Linked DNA regions of Mus musculus: region 1 is linked to region 2. Evidence: chromatin contacts called from public promoter capture Hi-C data. All regions are on one chromosome and are shown on one strand. Each heading gives the region's core, a stretch centred on a gene start, on an enhancer-like site or on the middle of the called end of the contact. The rest is flanking DNA. Distances are from core to core; before and after follow the strand shown.

Region 1 (6,821 bases), core at 3,064-5,563, 1.9 Mb before region 2:
TAGTTCTGGCTGTCTGGACAGCTTACTTTTTAGACCAAGCTGGTCTTGAACTCAGAGATTGTCCTGTCTCTGCTCCCCAAGTGCTGGGATTAATTAAAGGCATGGGCCATTACATCTGACATATGTACAGTTTTGACATTTTACATGAATGTATAAGAATTTAAAAATGTAAGGGAATTAAGTAACAACAACCAAATAATCATACCCGCCCACTGTACAGTGGAGAGTTGGAATCTGGGTCTCTGGTTTGTTTGGAGATTCAGGAATGCACTGCAGACCACATGGGCTGCTATAATTCTTCATTCTCTTGGCTGAGGCAGATGCCCAGATCGGCCTGAGAAGCTGCAGAACAGACGTCCATCCCTGTGTTCCTAATTCCCAGATCACACATACACAAAGCCTGTAGCCCCCAGTTACCAATTCCAAGCCTAACACTTAGCCCAGCCGTTCAGACTCTGAGAACGATAATTGACATACCCCACACATACTACTAGGGACTTAGAACAGGACAGAGAACCTGTGACCCCTATCTCTCTAAGTCCCTTCAGAGAACTGTGTATTGATGCTGTTTTGCTCTAGAATTTGCTTCTTGGCACACACTCACGTGTTTCACGTTACAGATGTTAACTGCCACCCCCTCTGGAATGGATAATGCTGAACATGACTACAGATGAAAGTTAACAGCGAGCTCCCATCCTTTCTCTTCCTGTTCCCAGGCATGAGTCAGTCTGCTCGCCTTAATGTTTATACAGAGCCTTGCTAACAAAGAGCAGCTGATTGTGACTTGTATAGACATGTACCCGTATAGGAAAGAAGAAGTTCAGGCTTTGTACCAAAGTGTTTTCTTTTGTTTTTTGTTTTTTGTTTTTTTTTTGAGAAAGAATATTCAAATCTTGTTGTACTAATTGTTTGTGTACAACAATCCCCTTCTGCCCAAGGAACATCATGAAATTGAACCCCCATGAGTATTTATGGTTTATAACCCCAATGGGCTGTTTCCTTTGTGTATCTATCATTTTGAGACTCAGTTCACAGAACACTGAACAATTTTGCATTCTGAGTTGGAGTTTTCTTTCTTGTCATTGAGTGTAAAGTCAAGTTTTCTGGTATGAAAACGGTATCCATATTAAAATACCATCTTGATTGATCACCAGTGTTTATGCCTTTATGTGAAGAAAAGTAGGGGAGAAGCTGGTCTGTGTCTATACCGTCCATCCACGATGAGGCACTGGGAGGCTCTGCAGCATTGGGGTTGGAGTTTGATATCCTGTGTCATGTCCTAAGGCCAGTGGGATGTTGGCAGTAAGCTGCAGCATCCACAGTTTTGTTGTTAAGTCCCGGGCTTCCCGTGTCATGATCTGTGAACTGGAGTCAGATTTGCTACCCTACAAAATGTTGGCTTTACCAATTAGGTCTGGTGCAGTTTTGAGTTGCACCCACTCTGCCCAGATCCAGCCAAGCTTTGAATTTGGCATTCTGCATGGTACCAGTCTGGCATGTTGGGTGCGGGAAGGGCAGTGGCCCCTAAATGGTGGCTGTTTTCCAACAGTCACCGTTCCTCCTCCTGCATGAGAAGCAGTCACCTACTCAGTTCCCCACCAGCATTACCCACCCCCCCCCCACTGCAGCCCTCCCCAGGACTGGCAGGGTCAGCCCTCTCCATAGGGGGTCTCCCCACCCCTGCTCCTTCCCCGAGGGACATGACATTTTCCAAGGGCTTTCATTGCTTAACATTTTTAAAAATCATTTTTTTCCCACTGATGTCAAACAGTGTAATATATGTTAATTATAGACATTTAGGAAGTATAGAATATTGCCTTGAAGGAAATCACATGCAATCCTGCTTTCAGAGAGAACCACTAGTATATTATTATATTATATGTATTGTTAGAGGTGATTTCTTTTTCTTTCTTTTTGAAGGGGGAAAAAGAGGTCTTGAGGCATGTGGATGGATTATTCTTTTAGGGACACATGCTCTTAATTGTTCCGAGACTCCAAATGCTAATTTGATTTTTATCTGCTTGTATCAGAAGTGCATAGCAGGTAGAGGCACAAAGCATGCCTTTATTTTCAGGAGCATTTGGAGAATATTTAAATTCTGAGATGTAGAATATTTGGTGACAGAACAGAAGACCATGGGACTCAGAAGGGTGGGGAAGTCATGGTGATGTAGGGGGTATGGAGTCCCAGAGCTGCACTGGACTAGATACTGACAGATTAATTACCTCCTTCTGCTATTGGTAACTTTCCTGAAACTCAATTTCTCCATCTGGAAAATGGGAGAACTCCTACTCTCCTGGGGTTTTTTTGATGATTCAGTTCATTAACTGAGAGCCGGTTAGGAGAATGCTTTGCAAGCAAACTATGTAGGAGTAGGTAATGCTCTAATGGAAGAGGTGTTCCAACTGGGCCTGGCCTCTTCCTGGATTCAAAGGGAGCCAGGATAAGTTAAGCAAGGGGTGGCTGGGAGTCCTATGTGGGTGAGCAAGAGGGGGCTCGGAGTCTTCTGTGGGTGAATAGAGAAAAAGTTTCAGTGGCTGGGGAATTTTGGTTGTTGTTGTTTTTGATCCTTCTGATGGTTAATGTATCCAGCATGCAACTAGGGTTGTTTGTGCAGGAGCGTTTTCTACCAGCAAGGCAGGTATTTGTTTTGATGTGGCCGCTCTTTCTTTTCTGTCTGTGTATTTTGAACCTTGGAGTACATTCTTCAGTAAAGCTAATATGTTTGCTCTCTTACCTGAGAGACTCTTATCAGAGCCTGGCTGTGAATTACACGTCTCTCCTATCAGGAATCTCCATGCATTTACACAGGAGGGACCTGGACTAGCATAGTAGTGCCTTAAAGAACAGATAAGGTTCACCTGCTATAAGTGCAGGGGGCGGGGGAGGGAGCACTCGAGGGGTGGGGCCTGAGAAAGAACACCTTTAATATATGAAAGAATGTCTTTGTCTCTGCTACTGAGCTTCAGGAATTGGGGAAGTATGAAAGGGAGGGGCCTTCAGAGCATTATCAGGAAACTCCTCGGGCCAGATTGTCTCAGTGTAAACTGTCTTCTTGGTTAATGAGGGTTAAGTCCCCAAATCTTTTTGCATCTCAACTTCCTTTTCAAAACTGGAAATAGCAATAATGTTTACCTCAGAGCAATGGTGAGATAAATATAGGCCACTGATAGGCTAGAGACAGATCCTTGCCAATTTTGTGTTAAGTCCTTTAAAGGATCTGAGAAGATGCCCTAAGAAGTCACAGAGATTTCACCTAAGTATCTGCAATTCTGAATACAGGTGGCTCTCCCTTGCTGGGAGCCCTCAGACCTAGGGATGAGGGATGAGCTAGGAGGGATGAGGGATGAGCTAGGAGGACTGAGGGATGAGCTAGGAGGGATGAGGGATGAGCTAGGAGGGATGAGGGATGAGCTCTTAGGGATGAGGGATGAGCTCTTAGGGATGAGGGATGAGCTAGGAGGGATGAGGGATGAGCTAGGAGGGCTGAGGGATGAGCTAGGAGGGATGAGGGATGAGTGAGCTAGGAGGGATGAGGGATGAGTGAGCTAGGAGGGATGAGGGATGAGTGAGCTAGGAGGGATGAGGGATGAGCTCTTAGGGATGAGCTCTTAGGGATGAGGGATGAGCGTGAGCATCTTAGGCATCTTCTCCTGTGGGGCTAAATGATTGTCCTAAGCCAGGCAATTATGAAGTTTTGTAAGCCTTGTGAGCTATGTGCCTTTCGGCCATTCCATATTAATCCCTCCTTTTGCCCATTGCTTCTAATGCTTTCCAGTGACAGACTGGGCAAAGAGACCCATCTACACAGATGCTAGTCAGGGGAATGGGCAGAGGGGCACATGCATGCGTATGTTAAAGATACAAGTCACTTTAAGGGAGGACTTGATAGTGAAACAGAAGACGGAAGATGTGGGAGAGTTGAATTTAGTTTGTACATTATGCTTTTATTCTCTCATGCCATTCTAAAAACACGGACTCTCCTGGTTGTGATTTTTAAGTGCATGTGTGAATGTTTTTCTTGATCATAGTTAGACTCCATTATGTTCTGAGCTCATAAGAGTTGAGGTAGGCACGTACTGTGCCTGTCATTCTAGAACAATTCCAGTTCTAAGTCTGACACTCCTTTGCCATGTACAGTCAGGCCATGGGTAAACTCGGCCTGCCTCAGTTTCCTTAGTTTAATTTAAGCTGGGTGTAATATTTTTTCCTTACTCATAGGGATGTTAATAATTGTCACTGTGTATGCAAAAAGGCCAAGCCATAACCCATCTGCAAACATTAGTAATACGTATTTTTGGAATGTGCTAAACCTCAATCTGACTCTCATTGTGCCCAGTTAACTCCTTGGAATCTTTGCTGAACCTGTTTTCTTACCTAGACAATGCCATGGGAAAAAGCCAAGCCTAATTTGAAATTGCAAAAGGAGACCTACCACTGTGGAGGCCCAGCCCCTCAGGGGACTCAACAGTGACTGGTATCTTTTGTGTTTACCCTTATTCTTTTTTCTTAATGGCTTTTTCTCAAGGACTCTCAGTAACTGGATGTGGAGGGCACTGGGATCGTGAAGGAAGCTGACACCCAGTACCTATTTTGAGTACATATCAAGTATGTCCTTTGTGGCTGTTTTGTTTTTCCTTCCTTCCTTCCATTATTCTTTGCGTGAGTGAACCCCATTTCGCTGCTGAGGGTTGCATTTCATGTCCTGATGCTCTGACATGGCAGTCCCATCCATCACTCATTTCAGGTGTGCCTGGCCACTGAACATGGCCATCTTTGCTGATGGAACACAGGACTGGTGGGACCAGGAGCCTGCCGCCGCTGGAACTAACACACACACAAACACACACACACACACACACGCACACGCACACGCACGCACAAATAAGGGATTTACCTCTTGTCTTATCTAACTGAGAAGCAAGCAGGGAGCATCAGGCAACTTGTTTTCCTCCTCATCTCTAATATTCAGATCCATAGATCATAAAATTACCCTTTAACTACACGTGTATGTTACCCATTGAGCCCAGTGCCCATGTCATTCGCCCAAATGGGCAGCTTCCTGCACGCTAAAGGCCGTCTGTCCTCCCTGTGCCCACATTTTGGGGGTGTTGACTTGTAGCTGCTTTGCCTTGAGGCCACTTAGTTGACAGATTGGCCTGATTTACAGCAATTCTTATCACATTCTTCTATGAAACAAATTCCTATCATGGGGTGTAATTTGACAAGTACCAAATGAAGAGTGGCAGGCTCTTCTGAGGGCTCTAACATATTTATAAAATTTGCCTCTTTATCCTCCTCCCATCACCATCCCTCGGGTAAATAAGACAATAGGAAGGGCATATGTTTGAGAATAGAGGGATTTTGAAAATAAGATCTGTTGGTATTCTGTCTGGACTCCAGAATACCAACAAGATCATTGTTTGAAGATTTTAACTTTAAATTATCTCTATTAGAAAATATACCTGATGTACATTTTCATTATTAACAGTAGATATAAAATGTGAACCAATCAAGGTTTTTGGGTTTTTTGTTTTTTTTGTTTTTTTTAGCTTGGTTGATTAGTAACCTGGATAAACATTGGAGATATAAAGAGACTCCTTCCACCCACACATTACCTTTCCGGCCTAAGCAAAGTCATTAAGGTCTCTAAACTCTACATAGATAGTTAAGAATTTGGGACATTCTGGTCACTGAGTACCAATGTCCTCCCTCATTTTTCTAGTGTGTGTGGGTGTCCGATGGGCAAGGTAACACACACTTCTAACCATAGCTTCTGTGGTTATCATGTCAGCCAGGGCTACATAGTGAGACCGGGAATCAAGTTTAAAAGACTAAGGGACAAAGGACATGTTATAAAGCTTATATTGGTAAGTTCTAACAACTTAAACGTAACCCCAAGACATAATGCAGAGCAGCGTTTACCTGCATGCTTCTACTCCTTCATTTCAACTTTAAGACACTGGAGGAGTTACGAGACACAAACTGCTGGGTTTTTGCTGTTGTTGCTGCTGTGTTTTGGTTGAGACCAAGGTCTTGCTGTGTGGGCACACCTTGTACCCTTCTTCCTGAGCTTCCTTTGCATTGAAGTCTACCAACACACTGGGCTGTTGGACATTTAATTATCCACCTGTCTTATGATCGATTGCCTGCTAAGTGACGTCCCTTTCTAAAGTTTCACTTTCGTCAGAGTTTGCTTAGTCAGAATGCAATGGGCATTGTGCCCTGCTGCTTAGGGCAGTTACTGTGCTAGGACTTGCACTGGCAGGGGTGGGTGGGAGGTAGCACGTAGAAAGAACTAGAAGCCTTGGCTATCTGTATCTGAACTCTGTTCTGCCACACCATAAATAGTGCATTGCCCTCTGCAAATCTCATGCTATTTAGGTGATTTAGCTAAAATGACCTAAATTTGGAGCCGGGGGTGGGGTGTCATTAATGTATTAACCCCTCAGGGTATCTCATCACCTGGGATTTTTGTGTGTGTGAGTCACTTTGTTTCCACTGGCCCCTTTCACTCCATCAATGTAACCAATGGGATTTTAATATTTGCAAATATGCTATACACGTGCATATTCATCATACATACATATGCATCATATACATATTAGGAAGCAGGGTAGAGGACTGAATGTAATGATGAAAGAGGAGACATGGAGAGCTCCAGGAACTGCTTACACTGGTGCTGGCATCTCTATGACGCGTGGGAGGCTCGCACGCGGTGCTGAAGTTTCTGAATTCACCACAGGATCAAATTAAAAATAATTCAATTATGAGCATTGTATTTGTGTTGTCTGTTTCAATTTATGCCTATCTCAAATATG
Region 2 (6,940 bases), core at 3,655-6,154:
AGTCCTCAGAACACTAGCCCTGTCCTCAGGCCGGATCTGGTCAGATACAATCATGGTCTCCACCACAAGGTGAGCGATACCCGGCAGGGTGGTCTGTTCCAGGTCCAGGAGAGCCGCTCCTAGGACACAGTGAGGGAAGGAGCCGCCCGGCCAGAGGGGAGACCACCCCCCACTGCCTTGCTGCCCAAAGGCAGGCAAATGTGCAAACTGAGCTGAGGGCCAATGCACTAACAGCAGATACACGTCTTACAGGCATCTGGGGATGCATATGACAATGGGGGCCAAGCAATGGGAGTGAGTCACGGCCTAAGAGTGCAGGTGCAATGCATAGTCCTGCCCCTCGGAATTCCCAGAGTGGTCTCAACTCACTGGGCAGCCCAACACAGATGGCGCTACAGCAGGGAGAAGTTGCCAGCCCAAGGAGCCCTACCCTGGGCAATGGTCCTCCTAAGTTCCAGCAGGCTACGGAAGGAGAGCGAAGCAACGTGAGGCTTCCCCCAGCGCTCCGTCTCCTCCTCCACATCCTCCTCGAACTTGATCCAGCGTGCTGTCTCCCGCCAGTGTGGCTCCTGGCTCCGGTCCAACATCAGCTCATTCAGCTCCACGAACACCTGCAATAGGTATCAAGGTGAGGGCTCAGAGGCTGTCAGAGTTGGGACTGTCACAAAGGAGAAACACTGGATCCCCAAAGCAGACACCCTCGGGCTAAATACCTCATGAGGCCTCCGATCCAGCTTCTTCTTCTTCTTTTTCCTGCGCAAGATGGGCGCCAGGCCACTGGGGCTGCCTCTCCCACCCTGTATCCGGGATGGTTTCTTCACCAAGTGTCGCCGCACCCCGGGGTTATCCTCCAGCCGATGACCTGTGGGCAAGGTAGACGTGGGCCCCAAGGATCCATCTCAAGGTCATGGCCCACATGCTCCAGGCCCCTTTTGTACCCACCAGGTCCACCTGGCTGTAATCCCACACACATTCTCCAGGTGGCCATTTCACAGATGTGGAAACAGTCTCAGAAGAGGAAAGGCACAGTACAGAGCAACATTGTAGCACTGGCCAAGTCACAACAAAAGGCAGATCCCACTTAAGCCTTCAGTCCTATCCATACCCTGAAGTCCTGGCCACAACCTGTGGGGCCATGGGTCCAAATGCTTGTCTCTAGACACCTAGCTCCCAACACTTTCATATCCACAGCACCCGAATCCCAGCCCCACTAGTGCCTATCAAACAAGCTTATGAAGGGTTGCTTGGTCATCTTCCCACCTGCCCTGCCCAGACGAACAGCTGGAGAGAGGCTAGCTGCCTAGTTACTCACAAGCAGCTACCCCTGCCAGGGGGCTCGGGTGGCCCCTCATGGGCTCCCATAGGCCATAGTCTTCAAAGTCCAGTACAAACATTTCCAAATCCTCTGAGGCCACTAAGTCACCAGCGCTGGGGCTTGGATTCCTCCCAGGGCCTTGGTCTTCAGTGTCCCCGGGCTTAGGACTCAGAGTCCCATTGGGCTCCATGACCTTGTCCAGCGGGCTTGTCATTCCCCTGGTGGCCAAGGCCTCACTCAGCCCTGGCTGTCCCAAGAATTGGGAGCCCCTGCCGGAGCTGCCTTTGCCCACACAGAGCTGGATGTGGTAAGGTTTCCTGCTTCCAATTCTCCTCGTCCCCCAAGTCTGATCCTGTCGTTATCAGCCCCCACCCTAGATCTGTAAATACACCCTCCCGATGACCCCCCACTGCCGCTACCATCGGATTGTTCCTGTCCCTGTCCTCAGGCCCTGGCAACTTTCCATGACGTATTGAGCTCAAAGCCCTAACTCCCCCCACCTCTGCCCCCGCCCACACCCTGTGAATCTTAGGAGGAGGAGGAGGGCAGGAGACCAGCGATGCCCCTTGCCTGGGCACAGAGCCCCGTGGGTGATGACAGGTGGCACCAAAACCAGGCACTGATAAGATGGAAGGAATGTGCCGAGATCACAGCCAGGCCAGGGCAAGGGTGGTAGGAAGGAGTGAGGGCAGCTGCAGGCCTGGCTTGGGAAGAGGTGAGGCCAGGAATGGCAGCTCAGCCCTCAGCCTCCAGGCAGGTGGGTTAACATGGCGTTTACAAAGGAAGAGATCTCAGGAGAGCCTTCCTCCAAGGGGGTCGATTTATGCAATAGGTGACTCAGAGAGCACTCCCGAGTGACACTAAGGAAAACAGCTCTGGAAGAGCGGTGGCTTAGTCAGATGAAGCTCTCTCTGCCACGGGGCTACTATGGAAAGGACTAGGTGGGGACACCCTCTTCAAGGTCCCGCCACGGGGTCTCACTCACTCTTCATGTCGTCCAGATCGGCAGAACCCAACATTTGAGCCTCCGCCTCGTCAGTGGGCACCCGCTGCTCTGGCCCAGGGTTGCCCAGGGCACTGCCTGGGCACAATCGCTCCCGCAGGTCATAGCTGGCTGATGGACTCCAGGGCCGGCTCTTCTCTGTGGAGATTCGGGAAGCCCGGGCCCGGGGACTGGGGGAGCTGAGGAAGTTATGAGGCTTTAGGTTTGATGGAGAGAGGCAAGGAGCTGCTGAACTAATGAGCTCTTATACACGCCCCCCTCCCCAGCCTCGAGAACAAGAGTGAATACAGAGGCCTCCTTTCCCAGCATGCTCATTCCTTCCCACTCGCTGGCTCAGCTTGTCTACCTGTACCCCTCTCTCTTCACCAACACCTCAGGCCTAGAGGACTCTTGGCCTCTTGGCTCTACTCTCTCTTCTCCCCTCTTGCTCCCTCCTCCCACTTGTAAACCATGGAGTCGGATGAGACTCTCCTCACTCTCTCGGCTTTCCGGGTCATACCTACAGACACTACTCAGGGTTAGGAATCAGGCAAGTGTCAGGGACTTGGGCCACCTGCTCTGGATTGCAGTGGGTTCTGCTCAGTGAGGGCTGGGTCCAGGGAGCTGGGACTAGTACCTGCCGGAGCGCTGGGGGCTCTGGTCAGACTGCAGGCCCACAGAAGGCAAGGCCTTGGCACAGGGAGCCTTGACAGGAAGGCCTGGGCTGTCATCTTCATCACTTCCAATGGAGAACTGTGGACATACATGGACAGACTCATCACTCAGGAGCCACCTCGGTCACATCAGGTCTTGACCAGCCAGCCCTCTGTCCATGAGGAGACCCTACCTTTGCTTTCTGTGGGGGACCTGGGGGTAGAGGCTCCACAGGCTCTGCCTCAGACTCTCCCTCTTCTTCCTCTTCTTCCTCCTCCTCCTCTTCTGCTCCAGCTCCCCCCTCCTCCTGGATAGGGGGTGTCCCTTCTGATGGGGGAGCAGAGGTTTTCTCTTTCTTCCTCTTCCTCCTGGTGTGCCGAGCAGAGGTGGGGGGCGGTCGCCGAAGCTTGTGGGGTGGAGGCAGGCGGGCTGAGAGCGGGTGATGGGTGTGGTGGGATGTGTGCCGGTGAACTGGAGGTGCAGGAGAGTGGGTTGAGACCCCTGAAGCAGAGTGGGGCTTCCCCCACAAGGAGTTCACACCTTATTCTAGCGTGAGATCTAAAACAAAGGCACCCCCAGTCTTTCTTCTAGAGCCAGGACACCCCTCCCAACTATGCATCCCTGCTCCTGTCATTGGTGAGGCCAGGTGGAGTGGGGACAAGAGTGACATAGAGAGAAAGTCGCAAAGGGGAGTCGGGAGATGTGGTACCGAAGAAAGAGAGAAGCTGAGGGAAGACACATCAGGAAACACAGTGGGGCAGAGGGTGAGTGGGACCCAGTGCACGATGAAGGTCACTGAGAGAGACCTCAGGCGCATCTCCCCTACATCTCCCCTGACAGGTGAACAAGGTGATGATGGTATGAGAGGCAGGATGACTTAACATGGCATGGTGGCCCAGCACAGCGTCCAGCACAGGATGACACTGAGTGATCAAGCCGGAGGTGAGCGCAGTAATGGTGGCGATGAAGGTGATGGTGGTGAAGGCTGGGGTGCTAGGGGTCCCCAGGCTACCCACACTCAAAGTCCCGCTCGCTGTAGCTGCGGCTAGGCTTCTCGGGGTCCCAGGCCGGGGTCTTGCTGATGAGGTCCCCAAACCTGCTCACAGCCAAGGTCTTGCCCAAGTCATCATCTTCCTCTTCTACATCTGGACCCAGAGGGGGCTCCTCCAAGGGCACCCGGACCTGCAGGCCAGATAGCCTCTCCTAAGGACCCCTAGTTCATGAACACTCCCCACCCAACCCCAACTCCATACTTCAAGGGCCTTCCCAACACCTTCACCCTTGCCTGCATCAACATCCCCAAAACACCCTCTGAGGGCTTCCCCCCAGGTTGTGGGAGCACCAGCCACAAGTGCATGAAATACCGAAGACCCCCTATTCCTCTACACTACCAATACAGCTCTACATCTGGATCTGGTGGTCCCAGGGTCATCCAGAGGACACCCCGCCCATCCTGCCCCTCCTCCCCCACCCCACCCCCACGCATCAGTCACCTGGGGTAGGGGGGAGGCGCCCCCGGGCGGCGGGATCACCCCATTAGCCATGGCAGGGCTGAAGACTGAAGACTTAGGAGTCTCTCAATCACTATGGGACCCAAACCCTGGGTGAGAAGAAGGGGGCGCTGCAGAGACCTCTTGGGGAGCCTTGAGGAAGGAGGGCGGGGTCAGAAATTGCGCTGGTGGGCCCCCTCCGGGGTGCTCCATCCCGGTGCCCAGCCCGCTCTCCCTTCCGAGGCCCAACCCGGTCCATGTTAGTCCGCTGTCCCTACCCGGCCCGGCGCCCACGCCTTGCCCTTAAGTACCTCCGGGCTCCGGAACCTGCGGGGCTTGGGAGAGCCGCCGCGCCCCATGTCCCTCCCCGCAAGCTCCGGGGCGCGGCTGCCGGGTTCCCGTCCGGCCTCTCGCCGCGCAGAGCCCGGCCAGGCGGACGCAGGCGCCGGAGCCTGCAGTCCACGGCTCCACCTCCTAGCGCTCGGCTGTGCCAGCCCGCCGCCGCCCGGCCGCACAATGGGAGTGGACGATCCCTGACTTACCCCGACCAGGCCAGCGTGGGCCCCGCGCTCGGGTCCCCGCAGGATCCCACCTGCCCGCAAGACCCCTCTCCAGGCGCCCCACGCATTGCGGGGGGGGGGGAGGAGGGGCGGGTGCACGGCCCTAAATTCCCACAATCCCTCAAACACACTCCTCCACCTTGCTTTTAGCCACCCCTCCCTTTCCCTCAGGAGCCCTGGAGGAGACCCTCTTCGCACATACAAGCCTCTCCAGCTTGGACACGAGATCAGAGACCCCTGAAAGCCATTGCCCTCAACACCTCCAGCCTCAGCTCAACTGATGCCCTTCAAAGGCTGGCTTCTGGCGCTGGGCGCCACCCACCATTTGACCTTGGCACATTATCTACCCATCAGTAGCCAGAGGCAGCTGAAACAGGGGCATTCCAATTGGGCCAACCACTCTAAAATCCTGTGGCTAAGCTCTCACTGTTCCTCCACCCGAATCCCGCCCCTGCTCCTCCAACCGTGGAGGACCTATCTCACTTTCCAAGGTCAGAGAGATGTTCGCAAAGGGCACCTGGACACCCCCACCCCCCACCCCCAGTGTTCTCTGAGTCTCTGAAACTGGGCATCTAGAATAACCCATGCTCATAAAAGCCCTGAATGACAGTCCGTTTAAGCCAGACCCCTACACCTTAGAACAAACAAAGGGAGAAGAACTGGGGGTCAGCAGAAGGTGGGGTGGGAAGGAGGGGAGAGAAGCATGTACAAAGTAGAAGCTGCTCTGACCCCTGCGCTGCGAGATCTCAGCCCTACCCAAGGGAAGAGTGTACACACAGAGCCCTGGGGATTGCTTGAAGCAGCTGGTCGCATCCCATCTACAATCAGTTCAAACAGTTCAGGATCCCCAGGCCAGAGAAATGATCCTGCCACAACTAAGATGGATCTTCTGAGAGCTGGGCATGGAGGTACCCGGCTTTAATTCCATCGCTTAAAAGGCTGAGAGCCTGGCAGTGGTGGCACACGCCTTTAATATCCACACTTTGGAGGCAGAGGCAGGCGGATTTCTGAGTTCGAGGCCAGCCTGGTCTACAGAGTGAGTTCCAGGACAGCCAGGGCTACACAGAGAAACCCTGTCTCGAAAAACAAAAACAAACGAAAAAGGCTGAGTAGTCTCTAGGGGTTCAAGGCAAAACCTGGTCTACACACTGAGTTCCAGCCAGCCAGCGCTACATATTAAAACCCTGTCTCAAAAAACAACAACAAAACCCTATCAACGGAACAAACAAAAAGCCAGTTTATCCATATCAATCCAGAGAATCCCAGATAGGCATGGCCCACCTCTGAGGTGATTCTAGATGTCATCACGTTGACAATTTACACTAACCATCCTAGGGAAGTATTATTCCTTTGTCTGAGAACATGGGGATGCAGGAAGGCGTGATCCCCCATAGAGGTTCACCTAGGAAGAAGGTTACCCACAAGTTTGGGCATCCTTGGTGGATTGCAGATGATGGCTGTCTGAGCCCCGGCCATTTATTCCAGACTTCTCACAGTCATCCGTGTTTACAAAGATGTCAGCACTGGGTGTCAGCTATGCAGAAACAGGACATGTGAGTTGCTTTCCTAAAGCCAAGCCCATGACGCCCATGGGCTGGCGTTGAATTGTGTCCCCTGAAACTCACATGCGAATTCTCAACGTCCATGACCTCAGAATGAGCCCTTATTTGGAAATAAGACCATTGTAGTTGTTAAGGGCATCCTGGAGTGGGGTGCTCTCCTTTCTTATCCGATATGGTGTGTCTATAAAAAGGGGAGATTTGGACACAGACACACATGGAAAGAACACTGTGTGAAGACTGGCGGCATGCCACCACAAGCCAAGGAAACTCCAAAACACGGAGAGGCCTGGAACAGGTCCTTCCTGTGCATCTTCAGAAAGAACTGGTGTCTGCAGATACTTGACTTCAGACACTGTGAAGCTGTTCTCTCTGTTACC

What was found. Promoter capture Hi-C pulls out the DNA fragments that hold promoters and counts their contacts.
Region 1: a contact with region 2 is called in a promoter capture Hi-C map of liver, with 4 times the contacts expected there. The contact joins the enhancer-like site here to the promoter of Slc4a3 in region 2. A contact is called at or near these places in 4 of 39 promoter capture datasets (the 3T3-L1 cell line, hippocampal neurons and liver), 5 of 115 datasets of contacts at active chromatin or transcription factors (embryonic stem cells, neural tube and pancreatic cancer cells) and 1 of 9 other capture datasets (embryonic stem cells).

Annotation. Positions count from the first base shown.
Region 1 is chr1:77,465,118-77,471,938 of GRCm38.p6, reverse strand. The region is part of intron 3 of Epha4 (Eph receptor A4); the gene reads left to right. Among named protein-coding and RNA genes, the nearest start is that of Mir6352, 28 kb to the left of the region's middle. Within about 2 kb of position 4,313, at least 12 of the 459 cell types and tissues checked have an H3K27ac peak or open chromatin away from gene starts, as enhancers often do. A contact at or near this core is called in liver and pancreatic cancer cells, where this site is marked.
Region 2 is chr1:75,544,426-75,551,365 of GRCm38.p6, reverse strand. It overlaps Slc4a3 (solute carrier family 4 (anion exchanger), member 3), which reads right to left and starts at 4,904. Exons shown (of 23, transcript NM_001357150.1): 1 at 4,753-4,904; 2 at 4,445-4,594; 3 at 3,968-4,133; 4 at 3,145-3,422; 5 at 2,935-3,050; 6 at 2,301-2,497; 7 at 714-862; 8 at 431-611; 9 at 1-119. The coding sequence starts at 4,495.